Linked DNA regions of Mus musculus: region 1 is linked to region 2. The links are chromatin contacts, called in public promoter capture Hi-C maps. All regions are on one chromosome and are shown on one strand. The core of a region is the stretch at or near the end of the contact, and the rest is flanking DNA. Distances in the headings are between cores, read along the strand shown.

Region 1 (5,252 bases), core at 587-3,086, 160 kb before region 2:
CCAGCCGCTTAGAAATGAGAAATAGCTGGGCATGGTGGCATACGTGTATAATTCCAGCACACTGGAAGGGGGATGGGGGGAGAATCAAGAGTTTGAGACAAGACTCAGCTGTATGAAATTCTGTTTCAAAACAAGCAAGTAGAGCAAGCAGACAGAAAAGTGAGAAACGGCAAAGGAAATGATGTGAATTTAATTAGTATGAGAGCTATCTAGGCAAGTCTAGGAAACATATCCTAGAGAGTCTTGTATATTTCTAGTGAAGAACTAAGTTTGTTTGGGGTGGGATGGATTTAATTTTTTTTTTTGACTTTAGGATTTATTTCTTGTTCATTTACTCATAAAATAGAAGTATATTGAGTACTCTCTCTGTCGGACACTACTAGGCAAACAAGGTTCAAAACTGATTATGGCCCAGTCCTTGTCTCAGGATTCACTGCACCCTAATGCCCTGTGCCTCTGCAGTGAGAAATCTTTACCTGCCAAAGGCTTTGTCCCTTTACTGAGTGAACTTAAAGAGAGGCTGCCAAGGACTGGCCCTGATTGACTGATTGACCCAAGAAGTCCATGGCTGTTGGGCTTACAGCAGGGCACACTATGGGTGATTTAGCAGCTTCCATGCTAATACAAGTCCTCATTTTCTTGAAACAATTTAGAATACCTTGGAAATACTCTCAAAAATTGGGTTGGTGGAGTACAGTGATGGGTTGGCAGCATGCTTGGTTTTGGTCAGCAAAGATTTCATCTGTCTTCCTTGCCAGCTGAGACCTGCTGGGCTTGGAGCTGAGAAAGCTTGTGAGGTTGATGAAGTTGTATTGCTGTCCTGCTTTAGGTTTAGGGTAGCCAGGGGCTAGGTCACACCTCCCTAGACCCATAGTGAGTGAGTAGTGAAGGTTGTTTCATTTTAAGTGCAGGTATCTTTCCTAAGGTAGGATATACATTATAATAAAGTTGGAAGGAAGTGTGCTGAAGTGAATTCTGTGTTTTTTGTTTTTTGTTGGGAACTCCCTTCTGGAGGTCAGGAATAGATGTAGCATCATGCTACACAGGTGGAAGAGATTATTTATTTGCTGTTGTCCAACCTACCAAGGAGACTTATACTGAGAATGCTGTCTCTCCTCTTCCAGTCATTCTTTCCTACTGAGTAATCTCTTAAATCTCTTCTCTAGTTTCTATGACACACACACACACACACACACACACACACCCTTCCCCCACCCTAGTTTTAGTTACCAAGTTACTACATCTGGGGCACCTGTGCAATCAAGAATTAACATTAGAACAGCAACATCATTTGAAGTCTATGATACTTTGAGACTCTCCCTATCATCTGGTTGTCAGGGTTGTTAGCTCAGAGCAGGGAAGATCATGTCTGATGTGGGATGAGACTACAGGTACAGGTACTCCACCAATCTCCCATCATTCCCATTTTTAGACAGGTCAGATACACTGCGTTCATTTCTCTGTAAAAGTCACATCTAAGAAGCTGGGCAGTGTTGGCGAATACCTTTCATCCCAGAGCTTGGGAGGCAGAGGCAGGTAGATCTGTTATGAGTTTGAGATCAGCCTGGTCTACAAAGTGAGTTCCAGGATATCGAAAGCTACACAGGAAACCCTGTCTCTAAAAACCTTTTAAACAAAGCTACATTAGGGGCTAAGGTCTTGGGATTTAGAGTCTGCTTCATAGTGATAAAGCTGCTAAGTACAAGTCATGAACATAAGGCACAAATGTCTTAAATCTGGACTCTTCATTCTTGACTATTCAAGCTATTGCGTTGCTGGGTGCTGCTGAATGAGGGTAGGCTTTGTTGAGTTGTCAGCATCTGATGTTTTCACCCCTGTGGGGAGCTCTGCTATAATCTGTAGCAACTGTCTGGCTAAGCTGGGCCAGGTTCACTCTGCTGCTTGAGTGGATGAGAGCCCACATGCGCTAGGCCTAGCCTGAGAGATGAGCCTTTGTGCTTTGTTTGCCTTTCATTGTTTTTCATGCCTACAATACAGTCTAGGACCCTAAATATAGTGCATTCACATAGGCTCCACTTCATGTTTCCTGGTGTCCTCTAGATTCGCCTTCCCCTAATTTGACATGGGTCTGTTTCTGTCAGTTGTCATGATTGCTTTGATTTTTTTTTTTTCTTCCCTATTTTATATGCACTCTGCCATCACAGAAGGACTATGGAGTTGCAACATTTAAGCTTAGATATTCTGCACTGTGAACCTAAAACTTGGTTTGGCTTTCTTGTTTCTTTTTCAGACTTAACTCTAGCTGTGTTGTACAACCATTGGGCTGCATGTTAAGAGGGTGACAAATTTAGGCAGTAATGGAGTGTGTGAGCTTCCAGTTTACTACTGCAGGCTCCCAGCCAGAGCTCAAACAGCTTTCTCTTGGCTCTTCCTTCTAGACCACACCCGTGACCATGCAGGTTGGAGAAGGTCAGCAGGTGCAGATTGTACAGGCCCAACCTCAGGGTCAGGCCCAGCAGACCCAGAGTGGCACTGGACAGACCATGCAGGTGATGCAGCAGATCATTACCAACACAGGAGAGATCCAGCAGATCCCGGTAAGCCTGTCTTCACTGTCCCCAGCCGGATGGGTTTCTTCAGTTCATGGTGTCAGTATTCCCATTACACACCCAGCTTTATTCGCTGTTTCCTTTCTACTCTGCTTCAGTCCAGGTTCTGCCTTACTTGTGCTGGAGCTCCCCTCTGTTCCCCTCCTGCACCTACTCAGAGAAACGGTGCTAGCTGTAGCTCTTGCCTATTACCACCACCACCACCTCTGCTACTGCATTTATTTGTTTGTGCATGAGTAGGTTTGCTTTTTTGTATGTGTATAGAAATCAGTACAACATTATGTAATGAGATTTTCCAAGGCACTTTCATCTATACAAGTGGTTTAATGTCAGCTAAAAGCTTCAGTATATATTTTGTCAGGGAATTTGAGTACCACAACTTTTTCTACCACATGGGTCCTGGAGACTGAACTCAGGTCATCAGGCTTGGCAACAGGTGACATTTCATCACCCCCAGACCTATCTTTTGATTAGAAGAGAATAAGAGGGGTATGTAAGGATGGCCATAAATAACACTTGTTACATATTCTTTAGTTGGTTCCCAGAGGAGCAAAGTATATTTTTGGCTTCCATTTAACTTACTCATTCCTTTACTTAAAAAGCCCCTGTTCTTTTAGTTATCACAACAGCAACTCTAGGCATGCAAGAAGCAACAAGTGATCAAAATGAGGAGTAGAGCAGTCCTTCATGAAATGTAGGCTGATAGGAATCCACTTGAACTTGCTTTGCCACTTTTCTGGAACAAAGCCCAAAGAACACCCTTTGTCTCATACAAAACATACGAGTAGTTCCAGGTATTTGGGTTTTACATTTTGTCACTATTTTAGCCACCAATTCTAAGACATTCCTTTTAAATGGTTCTCTTTTTGTATGTGTTGTTGTTTGTTTGTTTTCAAAGACAGAGTTTCTCTGTATAGCTCTGGCTATCCTGGAACTCTCTGTAGACCAAGCTGGCCTCAAAGATCCACCTGTCTCTGCTTTCTGATAGCTGGAAATAAAGGCGTGTGCCACCATAGTCTGACTTATGTGGTTTGTATGAACCAAAGTAAGATCATTTAAGCCTGAGCTCCCCCATCTTGGAGTAGTAATTTTATCCCTCTGAGAAACAAAGTATTGGTCAGAAAATGTGTTACAAAATTCAGCACTTCATCTTCACTGCTCTCAGGACATCTTCTCAAAAGCTGGCATTTCCAGACTCTTGAGGCTGCTCAGCATTGTCTATAATAGTGGTGACCTAGAACACAGACCCTTTAATTCCCTCATAAAAGCTAGAGAAGAGGCTTGTTTGTTGAGGAACTTGGGCAACAGACCCATGAGGAACAGTAGACCCACTATGTCTTGAAGGACTGAGGCACTGGGCAACTCTAGGTCTCTCAAGCCTAAGAGCAAAGCTGCTCACCTGTTTCAGAGTAGAGCCACTTGGCAACCCTAGGAGCTGCTACAGGTGTCATCTCTGTGATTGTTAGGAGCCTTACCTAAACTTGGGATAAGACTTTAGTTTTTCACCCTAGGATTCTTGCCTGGCCTTCCAGATTCCCAAACCACTTTCATCCACAGAAATGACTTGATAGCAACAGGAAATTGCAGTACAGATTTGGAAAGGAATTCAGGCACAACTTGCCAGTAGCTGTATGTATTTCCATTGAACCAGATGTTTAACAGGTTTAAATTCTGTGTCTCCTCTATCTTGCCTCAAGCCAATAGTTGTTCACCAAGAATATAAGTTATGGGGCTGGAGAGATGGCTCAGCGGTTAAGAGCACTAACTGCTCTTTCAGAGATCCTGAGTTCAATTCCCAGCAAGCACTTGGTGGGAGGACTGTAATGGAATTCCATCTGTAATGGAATCCGCTGCCCTCTTCTGGTGTGTCTGAAGACAGCACATGCATAAATAAATCTTTTTTAAAAGAAGAGGAGGAGGAGAAGGAAGGAAGAAGAAAAGAAGGAAGAAGAAGAAAAGAAAGAAGAAAAGAGGAGAAGAATAATGGCTTATGGGCTAGGGATACAGCACTGTCAGTAGAGTGCTTGCCTAGCATGCAAAAAGCCCTTAGTTTGATCCCTGTCACTGTATAAACTGTATGCTTGTAATCCCAGCACTTGGGAGGTAGAGGCAGGAGAATCAGAACTTCAAGGTCAGTCTTGTCTAGGTAGTAAGTTCAGAGCCAGCCAGCGATGGATGGATGGATATATGAATATATGAGTGTGTGTGTGTGTGTGTGTGTGTGTGTGTGTGTGTGTGTGTGTGTGTGTGTGTGTGTGTGTGTGTGCTGGTGGTGGTGTTTTGTTTTTAAAGAACTTCCATTTTTCTTGATGGCTCAAATGCTTTGAAGCCAGCATTTCAGTGAAGCATTTGATGTAGCGATGCAGCACTGCATGTAGGGCGCAGCTTTCTCCTGTCAGCATTTTCCTCATAGAAGTAAAGTTCCTGGGATGAAGTTAGCTTTTGAAAGCCAGGAAGAAGCTTGTGCCAGTATAACAGTGTGATGCTGTGTGCCTGGGGAAATTCTTGTTTGCAGTACAAGCAAGCTGAACAACCAGGAAGGTGCTTTCTGACCCCTAGATACAGACAGACCAAATTAGCATATATTCTCAAAAACTTGCAGCCCCTGAGTTGTGGGCATGCACAACTACTGTCTTCCCCAACCCCAACCCCCACCCCACTACCCTTTATCTCTGCTGACCC
Region 2 (4,946 bases), core at 2,208-4,707:
GTGTGTGTTTGTACATGCATGTTCATGTGTGTGTGTGTGTGTGTGTGCGTGTGTGTGCACGCATGTGCGCACATGCATGTGAGTGTGGATGTGAGTGTTTACTACAGGCATGTGAGTAGCTTAGTTTGGAAATCAGACAATAATTTTGGGAGTGGACATCAGTTCCACTGTGGGCTCCAGGTCATTAGCTTTATGTGATCTAACCCACTAAGCCCAGGTTAGCTCGATTATGATGCTCCCTCTTACTCCAAGAGAGAGTATATCAGTTTGGAGCTATACAACACAAGAGCCCAGCATGGAGGAGAGACTTTGTACTTCAAGGAGTAACTGTGGACCACCTCTGGAGTGCTGTGCTGGGGTTGTGGGATCCCAGGGGATGGGGTGATGAACTCTGCCTGAAGGGTCTAGCCTTACCACCTTTGGGGAGGTTCCGCCTCTAAGGAGGGTTACCATGATGGAGCCCCTCCTACCCTGCTCCTACCAGGTGGCACCAAGCTCTTTATAGGGCCTCATGTGGGCAGGGGTGAGGGGTCCTCTTGACCCAAGCTGGGACTGGCCAGTGCTTCTAGGAGCTGAACAGAGTGGCAGCTTTTAGAGCCATGTTCTGACTGGCCATACTGACTGTCAATCCGATTCCCCACCTTCTGTCTACCTGTTGTGCTCTAAGGAATCCATAGCTAGCATTCCACTCCCCACCATCTATTTTTGGCTTGAGGTAGCTAGAGAGACCAAAATAAACTGAGCTAATTCAGGGGTCGAGGTACGTTAACAAGGGCCATAGCTTTGATTTTCCCAGTGTGATGAGCTGAGAAGTCAGGAGGGTTTGAAGGAGGACAAGGCAGGGTTTCCAGGCAGGGAGTCAGCAGTGTATAGATCTGGAAATCTTTTATTTCTGTGAGTGGTTTATTGATTGTACAACAAAAATGACCACCAAGAGGAGAAAATACTTAACAAGGCATTAGAGGAAGGGAGCTAGAGGCTGATGAGGCTCCTGGGGGAAGGGCTTGAAGGCCTGCCATCCAACAAGAAGCTTGGCTGTGTGGTCCTGGGCACAACGGCAACCTCTCTGGACTGGTATCTTCAATTCAATGAGAAGATTTAAGTGAATTAAAAACCACAGCCAGATGTAGCGGTGAACATCTATAATCTCAACACTTGAGAGGTAGAGGCTGGAGAATCAGGAGATGAAAGTTATCTTTGGCCATTGAGTTCCTAGATAGCTTGGGTTATATAAGACTGCCTCGCCGGGCAGTGGTGGCAACACATCTTTAATCCCAGCACTTGGGAGGCAGAAGCAGGTGGATTTCTGAGTTTGAGGCCAGCCTGGTCTACAGAGTGAGTTCCGGACAGCCAGGGCTACACAGAGAAACCCTGTCTCAAAAAAACAGAAAGAAAGAAAAAAAAAAGACTCTGTCTCACACAAACAACACACACACAAGAACACCACTAACCACCACCACCACCACCACCAGGTGCACACCTTTCATCTCAGCACTTGGAAGGCAAAGGAAAGCAGAGCTCTGTGAGTTCAAAGCCAACCTGATCTACATAGTGAGTTCCAGGCCAGCCAGGGTCACATAGGGAGTCTCTGTTCTGAAAAAACAAACGAAAGCATACTCCAAACAAAGCAAACCTTAGGGAGACCTTACTTAGGGGAACTTTAATATGCTGCTCTCTCCAGGCCTGGCTCACCCTCATGTCACACTGACCCCCAATTCTATCATGATTTCCCTGTAATCTGACACTGGCAGCTCTCAGAGGTTCCCAGAAATGGGATGTCTGTGTTTGCATTTTCTCCCACTAGTCTGTCCCTGCATACTGAGCTCCTGGAGGCTGCCTCCTCACCAGCTTCCCAGCCATTATCTCTGCCTTCTTCCTCTTGTTATCTACGGAACAGATAGCATGACTGATAGTTATAAAAAAAAAATTCATAACAAGTGACCAAAGGCAATCTGAAAAGGGACCCGCATCAGTCACTGTCCTGTTGCTGGGGCCAAACACCACGACCAGAGCAACTTAGAGAAGAGAGTTTATTTTAGCTTACAGTGTGTGATGGCTAAGAGTCCACCATGGTAGGGAAGTGTAGCAGCAAGAGAGGCACTGACATGGAGGCTAGAGGGGGAAGCTGGAAGATCACATCTTTTGCTTCAGACATGAAACAGAGAGCAAGCACACAAACTGGACGTGAGACACAGCTGTAAACCCTCATCCTCGGTGATATACTTCCTCCAGCAAGGCTGCACCTCCTAAACTTCTGCAAGTAGTGCACCAGCCTCGGATGAAGCTCTCTAATGCCTGAGTCTACGGGCTAGGTGTTGCTTTTTCTTCAGACCATCACAATCCCTCTTTGATCCCAACTATTGGTTATTCCAGAAAAAGCAAAAAATGATGGTGCCAGTTAAAGGGTCAGCAGTTGCCATGGAGCTCAAGGAGAAATGATAGAACACAGGAAGTCTGGAGCGCAGTGAAACTTCCTGTCTCGAAGTGTGGCTTGGGAGACCCATGTCCTACAGGCGCAGAACCCATGTACGGCACAAACTATGGGCTGCAGTCAATTAGATCCTGCTGGGAGTAATGTGCCACACCAGTGCAAGGCACTGAAATAGGATGTGTGTGTGTGTGTGTGTGTGTGTGTGTGTGTGTGTGTGTCTGGTGTATCTGGTGTGTCTGTGTGCCTATGTGTGTGTAAAAGTCAAAGATAATGATAGGTGATAGAAAGGTAGATAGATAGGTAGACAAATAATAGATAGATGATAGACAGACAAACAAATATGAGAGTACATTTGTAAGAGAAAGTGGATGGTTTGGTGTGAAAGGCAACTCTGTATTTCACATCAAATTTTTCCACAAACATAAAACTTCCCTGGAAATGGAGTCTAATGCATGCCAGCTCACATTTCTCTGGAAACCCTCCCTGCTTGCCACTGCACCCATTGCTCAGGGAGTCTCCGTGTGACGACTGCACGCTGGCTCCACACTGGGAATCCTTCGGATCCTACTTTGTTCTTCAAGCCTTCATAACTGCTGATTCTGCCAGGGCACTTCCTTCAGGTAGCTGGCAGAAGGACACCCCTGACCGAGAGCTGCCCCTGCACCCCAAGCCTCCCCTTGCTGTGCAATCCTAGCTCCGTGTCACTTAAATAGACACTGTGTGTGTTTGTATGTATGCAGGTAGGGGTGTGTGTGTGTGTGTGTGTGTGTGTGTGTGTGTGTGTGTGTAAGCATGGAGGTCAGAGGTTGTTGTCCCCATGCTGCTTCCCCTCCCTTATCGGCATGACCTCAGACAAGCATGGAGAGAAACAGACTTCTCAGGAGGCAGGCTTCATTGAGCAGCTCATTTAATTGTGAGGAACAAAGGCGATTAAAGCCTTTGAGGAGTGGGTAGAGGCTATGGGGTAAGTGTACACCATTGGTCCAGGCCTGGGTGCTGGGGATGTCTCATTTGCATAAGAACTCTGTGTGCTGCTGGGGAAAGGAAGTTTACCTGGCCAGCAGCACTGTAACCTCCTCTCGAGGGGTAAAGGTAAGGGCATGGGTGAGCTGGTACAAGCAGGTCCAGGGCAGAGAGGGAGGGAGGGAGGGAGGGAGGGAGGGAGGGAGGGAGGGAGGGAGGGAGGGAGGGAGGGAGGCAGGGAGGCAGGGAGGCAGGGAGGCAGGGAGGCAGGGAGGCAGGGAGGCAGGGAGGCAGGGAGGCAGGGAGGGAGGAGTCTTACTCCTGTCAGTTTCAGGAGATTTCCAGGGATTTGGACATACCTCAACCCCACTCTTGCTCCAAGCCTGCTACCCTGGCCGCACAAAAGGTCAACCTTGGGTGTCACCCCACCCCCTGCTTTTATGAACAAGGCCCCTTGTTGGCCTGGAGCTTGTTATGTATGCAGAGCTGGACACCCAGCACACTTCAGGATCTGCCTCCACCTCCCTAGTGGTGGGATTACAAGGGAACACCACTATACCCAGGCTTGTACTCTACAGCATGGTGTCTGGAATTGAACTCGGGTCCTCATGCTTGTGTAGCAAGCATTTTCCAACTGAGCCTCTCCCCAGCCTTCCATACACACATTTGGAAAGTGTAAGGGGAGTGAGAGGTGATGGATGCATGAGTTTGTTGGAACTCTCCAGGCCAGGCCTCGGCAGGAGCCCCGGGAAACTGCTTATTGGGAACTCTGGCTCTCATGGTCTCCCACACAGAGTTTATGTGGTACTTGCTGTAGAAGATGAAGGAGCAGCTGAGTGTGTGGGCCCTGGGTACACATCCCAGCTCTGGTGACTTACACAGCTTTGTATGTGACTCTCAGAAAGGTTTCTGGGGGATATTTTATATTCAGTCAATGCTGGTCCTCATCATGACCCCACACAACAGTACTCTCCTCTTTATTCATGGTTTCTTTTGCCATTTTTGGTTTTGAGACAGGGTCTCACGCTGTAGCCCAGGCTGGCTTAGAACTCACTATGTAGCTCAGGCATGTCTTAAACGTGCAATAATCCTCCTGTGTTTACCTCTCCAGGGCTGAGATTACAGATATGTGCCATCCCACCTGAATTTATGTAGTGCTGGGGATTGAACCCAGGGCCTTGTGTGTGCTAGTCAGGGATTCTCCAAGCAGAGCCACATCTCAGCCAGATGGAGCAGGAGGAACAAGAGCTGCCATCTTGATACATGTGATACTGAGACTCAGACCCGGGAGGTGACCTGCTTGCTCAGTTTACCCAGCAGAAGGTGACAGAGATGACTGGAACTCTGAATGAGTGTCCATTCACACAAAGGGGACAGAGTGGGACAGAAAGGTACAGGTAGTCCGAAGCCCACCCTCCTCCCCCACCATGGTGGCTCTAGTTTTAGTCTCCTGGGGATATGTTGTTGGGAGGAGCCCATACTGCTCACTGATGGCCTCTTGTTCTCTCTGGAAGCTCTCAGGGGACAGCACCAAGAGCTCCCTGGGCTCTTT

Evidence for each region. Capture Hi-C pulls out chosen DNA fragments and counts their contacts.
Region 1: a contact with region 2 is called in a promoter capture Hi-C map of pancreatic islet. The contact joins two enhancer-like sites. A contact is called at or near these places in 24 of 39 promoter capture datasets (the 3T3-L1 cell line, the C10 cell line, the HPC-7 cell line and 15 more), 1 of 15 datasets of contacts at CTCF or cohesin (the G1E-ER4 cell line), 114 of 484 Hi-C or Micro-C datasets (the 3T3-L1 cell line, 3T3-L1-derived adipocytes, the AML12 cell line and 70 more), 8 of 115 datasets of contacts at active chromatin or transcription factors (bone marrow-derived dendritic cells, cardiomyocytes, embryonic basal ganglia and 3 more) and 4 of 9 other capture datasets (adipose tissue, embryonic stem cells, liver and 1 more).

What each region holds. Positions count from the first base shown.
Region 1 is chr4:120,762,520-120,767,771 of GRCm38.p6, reverse strand. It overlaps Nfyc (nuclear transcription factor-Y gamma), which reads left to right. Exons shown (of 10, transcript NM_008692.4): 7 at 2,400-2,558. Among named protein-coding and RNA genes, the nearest start is that of Mir30c-1, 4.5 kb to the left of the region's middle. Within about 2 kb of position 1,836, at least 5 of the 459 cell types and tissues checked have an H3K27ac peak or open chromatin away from gene starts, as enhancers often do. A contact at or near this core is called in pancreatic islet, where this site is marked.
Region 2 is chr4:120,605,617-120,610,562 of GRCm38.p6, reverse strand. Gm8439 (predicted gene 8439) reads right to left here. Exons shown (of 3, transcript NM_001101603.1): 3 at 890-1,078. The coding sequence ends at 959. Among named protein-coding and RNA genes, the nearest start is that of Gm8439, 19 kb to the right of the region's middle. Within about 2 kb of position 3,457, at least 10 of the 459 cell types and tissues checked have an H3K27ac peak or open chromatin away from gene starts, as enhancers often do. A contact at or near this core is called in pancreatic islet, where this site is marked.